2 separate regions of the Mus musculus genome follow, and region 2 is linked to region 1. A link is a contact called in public Hi-C data. All regions are on one chromosome and are shown on one strand. Each heading gives the region's core, a stretch centred on a gene start, on an enhancer-like site or on the middle of the called end of the contact. The rest is flanking DNA. Distances are from core to core; before and after follow the strand shown. Region 1 holds the start of Cdrt4os1 (CMT1A duplicated region transcript 4, opposite strand 1). Region 2 overlaps Gm36926 (a long non-coding RNA gene).

What was found. Hi-C and Micro-C count contacts between places; a contact is called where the count stands out from the background.
Region 2: a Hi-C map of the N1E-115 cell line shows a contact between it and region 1, with 3 times the contacts expected there. The contact joins the enhancer-like site here to the promoter of Cdrt4os1 in region 1. A contact is called at or near these places in 3 of 39 promoter capture datasets (cranial neural crest, liver and maxillary cranial neural crest), 5 of 484 Hi-C or Micro-C datasets (the N1E-115 cell line, embryonic fibroblasts, muscle stem cells and 1 more), 3 of 115 datasets of contacts at active chromatin or transcription factors (embryonic stem cells and trophoblast stem cells) and 1 of 9 other capture datasets (embryonic stem cells).

Annotation. Positions count from the first base shown.
Region 1 is chr11:63,001,376-63,006,133 of GRCm38.p6, forward strand. It overlaps Cdrt4os1 (CMT1A duplicated region transcript 4, opposite strand 1), which reads right to left and starts at 2,759. Exons shown (of 3, transcript NR_126547.1): 1 at 2,554-2,759; 2 at 730-862.
Region 2 is chr11:63,096,926-63,101,218 of GRCm38.p6, forward strand. The region is part of intron 2 of Gm36926 (a long non-coding RNA gene); the gene reads right to left. Among named protein-coding and RNA genes, the nearest start is that of Gm36926, 20 kb to the right of the region's middle. Within about 2 kb of position 2,861, at least 24 of the 459 cell types and tissues checked have an H3K27ac peak or open chromatin away from gene starts, as enhancers often do. A contact at or near this core is called in the N1E-115 cell line and trophoblast stem cells, where this site is marked.

The DNA of each region.
Region 1 (4,758 bases), core at 1,509-4,008:
CCACATCACATCGTGTATATGGGTAGCACTCTGATTATTGGTAACAAAAAAGAAGGGATATAGTTGGAAGGTTGATGGGGTCGGGGATACTAGTGGGTGTTGGAGGGAGAGATGATGCTAGACGGACATGATCAAAATAGAAAAGTATGAAAAATTCAAAGAATTTGAATCTCAAGAATATGAGAGATGCCTGCCTCTGGCCTCTATAGACACTGACACATGTGTGCACATGCACCCATGTGAACACACACACACACATACACACACACACATGCCCAGTAAATAGAATACAGAATCCCCAACCTGCCTCCCCTGAGCCATATTCAGCTTCCTAAAAGCTACTTTCATTAATGGGTCAGTGTACACATTTTGGGATGTGCTCTTAGTCTACTTGCAGAACTCTAAGATTACTTCACATGTCCTTTGAGGTGAAAGACCAACCAACAACCAGCCGGCCTCTCCACCTCTCTTTTACCTCTCTCAGCTCCCTTCCAGTAGCTCTGCCCGAGCCCCCGTGACCTTGCTGAGCCTCACCCACACCAACAAGCTCCCTCCTCACGCTTCCCTACCTGCCCTCCTCCTCACTGGAATCTCTCTCTCCAGCTGCCTGGTTCTCTTGCCTACTCTCTATGTCTCTGCTCATGTGTGCTGCTATTTCCTGAGTGTCTTTTCTAAGGTGCCTACCTTCTTACTCCATACCCCTCCCCCCCTGCGCGCGCACACACATACCTCTGTACCGCACGGCACAGCAGAGATTCCACCTTCTGTTGACCGTTGTTCTCCTTCACTGAATGAAGCTTTACCAGAGCAGAGCGTTTGTCTATTTTGTTCACTGTTGTGTCCGTACTGCGTGGAACAGTGCCTGCCACACAGTGGTTGCTTAGTAAAGTGTAGACCGATGAACACACACATGACCCTCACCCATCCACATACTAACATATTCTATAATACAGGGTCCTGCTCTTGCTTTTCCAAACTCTCTGAGATCTCAGAACTTGTTGCTTGTGGAACGTCATCTTATTCTTCCAAATGTCTGTTAAGGGTATAATGGTGTTAGTGTTTAACTATTAGGCCTCTTGATGATATTTGGATATCAGTTCCCTAGCCATCGTGAACAGTGCAGTAGAGTGCCCTAGAGCCTGCCTGGCCTCCTTCCTTCCTCTTGTGCAGCAGAAGGACCCTGTGTGCTACATCCACTCCAGTAGTGACTTGCTTGGCAGGCCTAAAGGCCTGGAAGCAGTCATGAGGCAGAGAGTTTCATGGAAACTTAGCCTCCTGGAACCTTGGCATTCCCATAGCTAGAATGCCCCAGATTTGTCCCTGTGATATTGTGGAGGGTCTTCCATGCTTTCTTACAGTATTTTACTGGATAAGAATTAGAAATCTCAGGGCAAGCTTAGCAAAGTATACTTAGAATCTTCACTACAGTCAGGCATTGCAAACTACATCACATATTAGAAGAAAGTTGGTGAATTCTTCTGACAAATGGAGATTCCCTACAGATACTTAAGAACAGCCAAGTTACTCTCATATGCAAGAATTTACCAAAGCCTAGGAAAAAGGGGGGCTGTGGTATTGCATTATTCAGGATAAGGTCTGCTCCAGCAGAATGCCCCTGGTGCTAGCTTTCACAAGGCTCAAAGAAGTAGCATAAATTGTGACTAGGGTGTGAAATCCTTACCTGACATTAGCTGACTCTACCCAGGGCTGTTTTATCTTTACTGTAAACATTGCCTGGTTCCTGCCAGTCCTTTGAAGTCATTCCTCTGTTTTGTGTCAGATACTTCAATGTACCTTGCCTGTTGTGATACCCTACTCCTTTGTTTTCTGTATTATATAAAACTGATGCTAACTTTGACAAAATTACATCCAGATACAGCACTCCCTGGTGTCCTGTCTGTTTGTTACCCCCCTTCTCGCCAACTCCTTGCCCACCTGTAACCAGAACCCCGAAATTTCTTCCGCAGGTGGAGGGAGGTGGATTGGGGCTGGCCCACAGCAGAAGATTTCCCACAGATTGAGGGGGGCCGACTGAGCCCAGTCCGTGGCACCTGTGTATACTAAGCAAATGCTTTGCCTGACCCTTTTGTTTTTTCATTTTTATTCTCCCCTTATTGTTTTGCTCATTAACATAATCGTCTTTTTTGACCTTGGCTTGAAGGTGATATCTACTTCTGATTCTGATCCCTGATTTGCCTGACAAAATGGGAACAAATCATGGCTGCAAACCCCCACCACAGTGGCCAAAGTCATGCCAGTCACTTGGCTTTCCTTGTCACCGTGGACCCTATCTACTAGAGCTGTGCACCTGAATAAAGCTTTCCTCTCTAATTGCTTCTGTTGGGTAATTTGTTACACTGAGGAGAAAAGAAACACAGAAAGTAACAACCTTCTTCCAGCCCTCAGTTGTCCCAGGCCACATCGCTGCGTAGGTATGATAGGAAGGGCCAAAATTTGAGCTTTCCAGCTTAGTAGTTTCAAAATACTATCTTTAAAATAGGAAGGAAGGAAGAAGAAAGGCAGAAAACGCAAATCAGAAGAAAGAACGTTCACCTTCATTTTCTTGGTGATTGGCTGCTCAGGGTACACTGGATAGGCTGTGGGGCCACCCTGTGGCCCAAGCTAGAGCCTATCCACTTCCTTTAGCTCTTCTGCATTGTCCAGGCTTCCTGTGGCCCTTGTGTACAGTGGGAGGTTGGTATGAGGTTAATGTTTGGAGTGGGTGAGTGTAGGAAACAAAAGCAGATCTTTACACATTTGTCCTTCTCTGCTTCTTTCTAATAGAATCTTGAAGTGTCCACGGAAACAGGCTCCCATTGTGTGTCTCTGACCAGGGCCTTCTGAGCTGCTTTGAGAGATCCGGGAAGTAAAACTTGGCTCCTTGGAGAAGCAACTACAAGAGAGCCTGACTCTCGGGGACCCTTTCCTGGGAGTCATTTGAGTCATGTATTGGATACCTGTTCCCCTCCTCCAAACATCTCTGTGTTTGAATTCTGATACCACAGGCACTACAGGTGCTTAAACTTTGTTTCTTGTCCAAGATGTGCCCAGTCAGCTCCAAACAACCAGTGGCAATGCACAGATCCTGGACCCTTGCCTCCTATTTTTAGAGACCATGCTGACATTCAAGGAAGGGTGGCTGTGAGCCTGGGAGCTCTTCCATTTGGGTGAATGAGCTATGAGTCCTGTTCAGAGGAGAAGAAAGTCACCTGCCCTCATCCCAGTGCCACCTCAGCATCCTCCCTGGGAGTTCAAGTGTCAATCACAGCTCCCAAGCATCTGCAGGACCTGCACCAGGAGCAAGCCTCTTGGCCTGTGGAATATCTTCAGGGGTTGTTGGTGTTTGCCTTCCTCGGTGGAGCAGCTGGAGGATCTTGGCTCCACCCACACACGCCCACCAGGGCATGGCTCCTGTCACCTGATATCTGCATCACAGGCCAGAGGCAATGAGAATTATGGCTGCGTTTACTGAGTAGCAGACACGGCTGTGGACCATGTGTATTACATCACAGACTCCGTGAGGCGGCTGTTTATATTATCCCCATTTTTATCACAGCCATGTGTAGGGATTCAGTGAGTCTAAAAAAGGTCTTTAGCTCACTGTAAAATCTCAAGAGTGTTGGCAATTGCACACATCAATCAGGGACATTATGTTAGTAGTTTAAAATTACCCACTCACTAGTGGAGTAGTCGCACTTCAGAAACTGGCCATCACTGCAGTTCAGGTGTTTGTGTGCATGTGTGCATGTGTGGGTGTTTTGTGCCCTCCTCACTTTTATAAAAATAAATTAAAATTGGCCTCTCTATTAAAATCAATGTACTTAAAGAGGAGACCCTTCCAAAACTCTTTGATAGAGGAGACATCTTTTTCTGTAGCTTGCTGTCACCATATGGATCATAAAATCCAAGGAGAGAAGAGTGGGCTGTGCCTGCAACAACCTTGGCAGGGAGGCAGGAATTGCAATGATGGACAAGAGGGCCGAAGAATGCTAAGGTGCTGCCTAGCAAGCCAGTGGGGTTTGGTATCCCTGGAAGTGGGTGCCTGTGTCCTGCCATAACACTTCTGACTAAATTCTCAAAGGGAGCTATAAAAAGTTCATGGCATCTCCAAGGGATGCTGGTGTGGGACAGCCACTGGGCAGACTGGACTAAGTTTGAGAGAACAGGTGTCTCCTTGGTTTCAGGTTTCAGTTCTGTGTGGACTTCCCTGTGGGGACTCTGGAAAGGTACCAGGAAGCTTTGCTATTTTGGGTAAGAAGACGTGGTGTGATGTACAAATACCCTATGTAGTCCATCCTTGCCCCACACAAATGCCTGCATGGAATGCCACACCAGTGCCATTGCCACAACTTTCACAACAAAGTTTTCTTAACATAGCCTAAAACCAAGGTCTGTGTTGTATGGAATGAAAGTCAAGTTAGCATTTGTGTGGACCAAATCAAAAACAAAGGAAAAATTATTTTGTGTGTTTGTCAAGCAATTGAATGTTTGTGGAAGGTTATCTATCTATCTATCTATCTATCTATCTATCTATCTATCTATCTATCTATCTATCCAATCTATCTAATCTATCATATATCTATAATCTGCCTCTATCTATCTATAATCTATCATATCTATCAACTACCATCCATATCTATTTATCATCTATCTGCTTACATATCATCCATCAATCAATCATATATCTGCTTATCATTCATCTATCTATCCATCTATTATCTATCTTATGGTACTGGTTTTGGAATATAGGGCCTTACA
Region 2 (4,293 bases), core at 1,611-4,110, 96 kb after region 1:
ACTTCTCCAAATGGCTTAGAATTCTTCCTCAGCTCGGGTTCTTAAGAAGAGGATTCTGATGTATGATGGATGGGTGGCTTGTCCCCCTGGGACCTTGCTATTTGATAATTTTGCTAGGAAACTCTTCCTTCTGCCCATGTTTTTAAAAAGATGTATTCATTACACTTATATGAGTACACTGTAACTGTTTTTCAGACAAATCAGAAGAGGGCATCAGATCCCATTACAGATGGTTGTGAGCTACCATGTGGTTGCTGGGAACTGAACTCAGGACCTCTGTAAGAGCCTCTTAACTGCTGAGCCATCTCTCCAGCCCCTGCCCTTTTTTTAAAGGAAAAAAAGCCCTTTAACTACATCATCATCATAACCCAAAAAAATCCATTCAGATGGCATAGCGGTTTAGCAGGGAGGAGCCTAGTGGGGACCAACAACTCTTCACTCATCTCAAGACATCCCTGCCCTATGTGAAGAGACTCAGAGCTGTAAGGAAACCCTTTTCTCAAACATTTCCCCTTTCTGTAACGTGAAGGCCAATATCCTTATAAAGGTTCTGGTCACTTCTGGTCACTTCTGGTCACTCAGACATAGGATGTCTTTTTGACTTCTGCAAAATGAGGCCCTCCTTGTCAGAGAACCTGCTCTCTAAAGAAACCTAATACTTTCTTTTTTAAAACTTCCATCAATTAATTAATTTATTTACCTCACAGCCTGATCACAGCCCCCTTCCTCTCCTCCCAGCCCCACCCTTGCAGGCCCTCCCGACAGAGCTGAGGGGCAGAGTTCGTTGCCATAGACATATGTCGACTTCAGGAGCCTGCAAACAAACAGAAGTTCAAAAGGAACATTTTCCTGGAGCTCTGGTAAGACTGAAAAGCCCCAAACTTCTGAACTGGTAAAGTATTAAGTTTGAAAACAATAAAAGAAAAAAATAGACTGATTATTTAAAAAATTGTTGGAAGAAATATTTACTTTAAAAATAAAATGGTAAAGTCTCTGAAGAAAGGAGGGAGTAAGAAAATATAGTTCAAAAGGGACATATTTTCTATGTTAAAAATGGGGAGGGGGAAGCAATAACACAATGCATCAGAATCCTAACTAGTTTTCAATAACAACTCCCAGTTTTATCTATCCTTTTAAAGAGAGACATATATAACAAAACAGGCTTAGATAAGGAGAGAGACAGAGGAGACGGAAGAGGAAGCTCACCATGAGGCAGGATGGACTATGAGAAGGACACATGGCACCTGAGGGTGCAAACGGAGCCAAGTAAGGCTCAGTTGGCAAGTTATAGGGCAGTTATTTGGTTATTAATTTTCTAGCTGGGTTAGAATAGCTCAGAACCTGCTCAGCACAGTGCCAGCAGGTAGTAAATAAAATACCAGGTGTCTCTGTCTTTTATTCAGGAGCTAAGGGGTAAAGAATAGGGCAGGAACTCCCCATAAAATAACATCAACATTTGCCACCCAATGTGGGACTGGCGCTGTCTCTGACTGGGTTGTAAACTTTAGTATCCCTTTCCCATAGCTGGCCTGCCTTGTCTGGCCTCAGTAGGAGAGGATGCTCTTAGTCCTGCTGTGAGTTGAGAAACCCAAGTACTTTCTAATATGAAAAATCTGTTTCTGAGAAATATCTACTTACTCATTACCAGCCAGATGTCCTCATTTCCTGACCCCAACACATTTCATGGGCTATGCAAAGACAGAGTCTCAAAACTTAAAGATGAGGAGCAAGGTTTAGCTTTCAAGACCCAAGAGCATCAATGTTATGTAACTCCTCTGTGGGGTAGGAAAGCTTCCTTGTTCCCTAAGGTGACGGTTGAAGCTGTTAGTCAAGTTCTTGAGGGAAAACAGTTGTCCTTGCAAAGTTCCCCACCTCGATGATGAACTGACTTTGGTCACTTGACCTACCATGCAACAGAAGTAAGACAGTTCTGGGTCTGGGCCTGACCCTTGAGAAATCCTGGAAACTTGTGGTTTTGTGCCTTTGGTAACTTAGTAACACTTGAGAGCTCTGGGGCCACTGTGATGTGCGGAAACCCAAGCAGTCACATAGAAAAGCTCACATGAAGGACACTTCCATCCGTGGCCAGCACCCCCAGGTGAGTTCTCAGCTCAAGTAGAATCATTAGAGATCTTTGTCATCTTTCAGTACCACACCTAAGGCCATGTAATGCTAAAGACTCAGCTGTGAGTTTGTTATACCCAGAAGTAATGCTAGACCTCACACTATTACCCTGTTTCTAATTAACTCAGCCCCACATTCAAGCCTCTCCCAAGAGCATCCCAATGAATGAAACCCAACACATCGTAGGAAATACTATAAGCCTCTGAGACTTTATAATACAATACAACAACTTTTCATGAAGTTGAAGAAGCAACTAAAGGTGATCAAACTACATCATGTTTCTGGAATCATGAAAGGTGACACCTACCAGTAGACTGGATTTATCTGACTGACCAAGGGTTTCAGACTTGCTTTTAGAAAAGAAAACACAGAAACTTCTAATGAGTGAAAGCAGTGGTTATATAGGATGTTACTGGTCTTATTGTTCAGAAAGGGAGCCATGGATGGAGACAAGCTAGTAAAGCAGGAGACAGCACACTGCTTTCTGTCTCGCTATGACTCACATGCCCCACCCAAGGGTGTTGCCACTCTATAAAGGAACGTCTGGTAGCAGCCATGCTGTTCCTGGTCCTCGGAAGGAGAAACAGACAAAGTCACTCAGTGGCCATGTGCCATGGAGCTACACTGAAGATGGCAGTTTGATAGATTTCTGGTCAACTTAAGTGAGGTGTTTTAACAAAAGACAAATGACTGGTTTTGTTCATAGGGAAGAATTGGAGCATGAGTCAGACTAGGTAGATATCCCAGCAGTTATAGAGATTGGTCACAGGGCTTTCTGAAGACATCAGTTCATGGAAGCTCACGTCCCTTTTCTGAAATGACATCACATTTGCACATAACCCATGTGTCTCCTTCCATATACTATCATCTTTTTTAGGTACAATGCCTAGCACAATGGAAAGACTATGTAAACAACTGCTATACTGTTTTGTTTAGGGACTGAAGACAAGAGAGTCTGCATGTTTAGTGGACGGCAATTTGTAAATATTTTCAGTCCATGGTTGGTTGATCTCACAGATGAAGGACTTACAAACACAGGATGCAGGCAGTAACTGTAAAATATAAAATAATTTTTAGGTAAGAAGACCTACTTTTTTACAGTGCAGGTAAGAGGTGACCACAGAAAGCTTACTTTACCAGACCTGTGTCTGTGTAACACAAGTAGAAAATAAATTTGTGCATTTTTAAGCACCTGACTCTTTTGGGCTGTTTGTTATTGCATCAGAACTGACTAACACAGCAGTCTCTCTCTCTCTCTCTCTCTCTCTCTCTCTCTCTCTCTCTCTCTCTCTCTCTCTCACAGACACACACACACACACAGACACACACACACACACACACACACACGCACACACACACCCTCACACAAGAGCTGAGTGTAGGTACTGAATGGTGAATTATATTTTTACACTGTGACTTTTGAACTCTGCTTCCCCAGGTTTAGGCTGTAGTGGTGACTAAACGATTGAGCCTGTGCCCACTAGAGATCTGGGACTCCCAACTTAGAATGCCTACCAGCCGACCCAGGAGACATAAGTATAACTATTTAACTTCCCTACTGTACTGAAAACAGTCAGGAAGAAATAACAGTGGATGAAGACCAGCTTTTGAGCTGGGGAAATGGAGAGTACTGAGGAGCAGTGAGCAGGCTAAGAATAATGGAAGTGTTACCTATACTGAGAGAGGTCACAGTTACTGCTGGGTGGGGATGTGTCACTGTGCAGCTGGGACAGCTGTACCCTGCTCTCATGGTTATTTAAGCTCTAGAGAGAGTCAGAAGGCTTGAGGGGAGATGGGAGGGCAAGACTGGACTGCTGCTGTGATCATTTCAAGTGCTTATTTGTATAAAGCAATGAGAGCAGAACAGTGGGGTGGAGGGATCCAGTTTAGACTTGCTGCTTCAGTTTCTTACATTCATACTTCAAATTGTACCACTTATGGCCAAATTGGGCCTGAAATGTAATGTACCCATTGACGAAGGTAATAAGATGTAGTCTTAATTCATGAAACTAGTGAAATGGTGCAGTAGTTAACAGTAGGTGAACTAAACTTATAAAAATAACCTTTAAAGTATTTGATTCTTGGAAGTAAAGAAATATGACCTAACCCATAGCACCATGCATATCCATCACATCAGCAGGTACAGCTTCATAGTGTCGTTGACTCTAC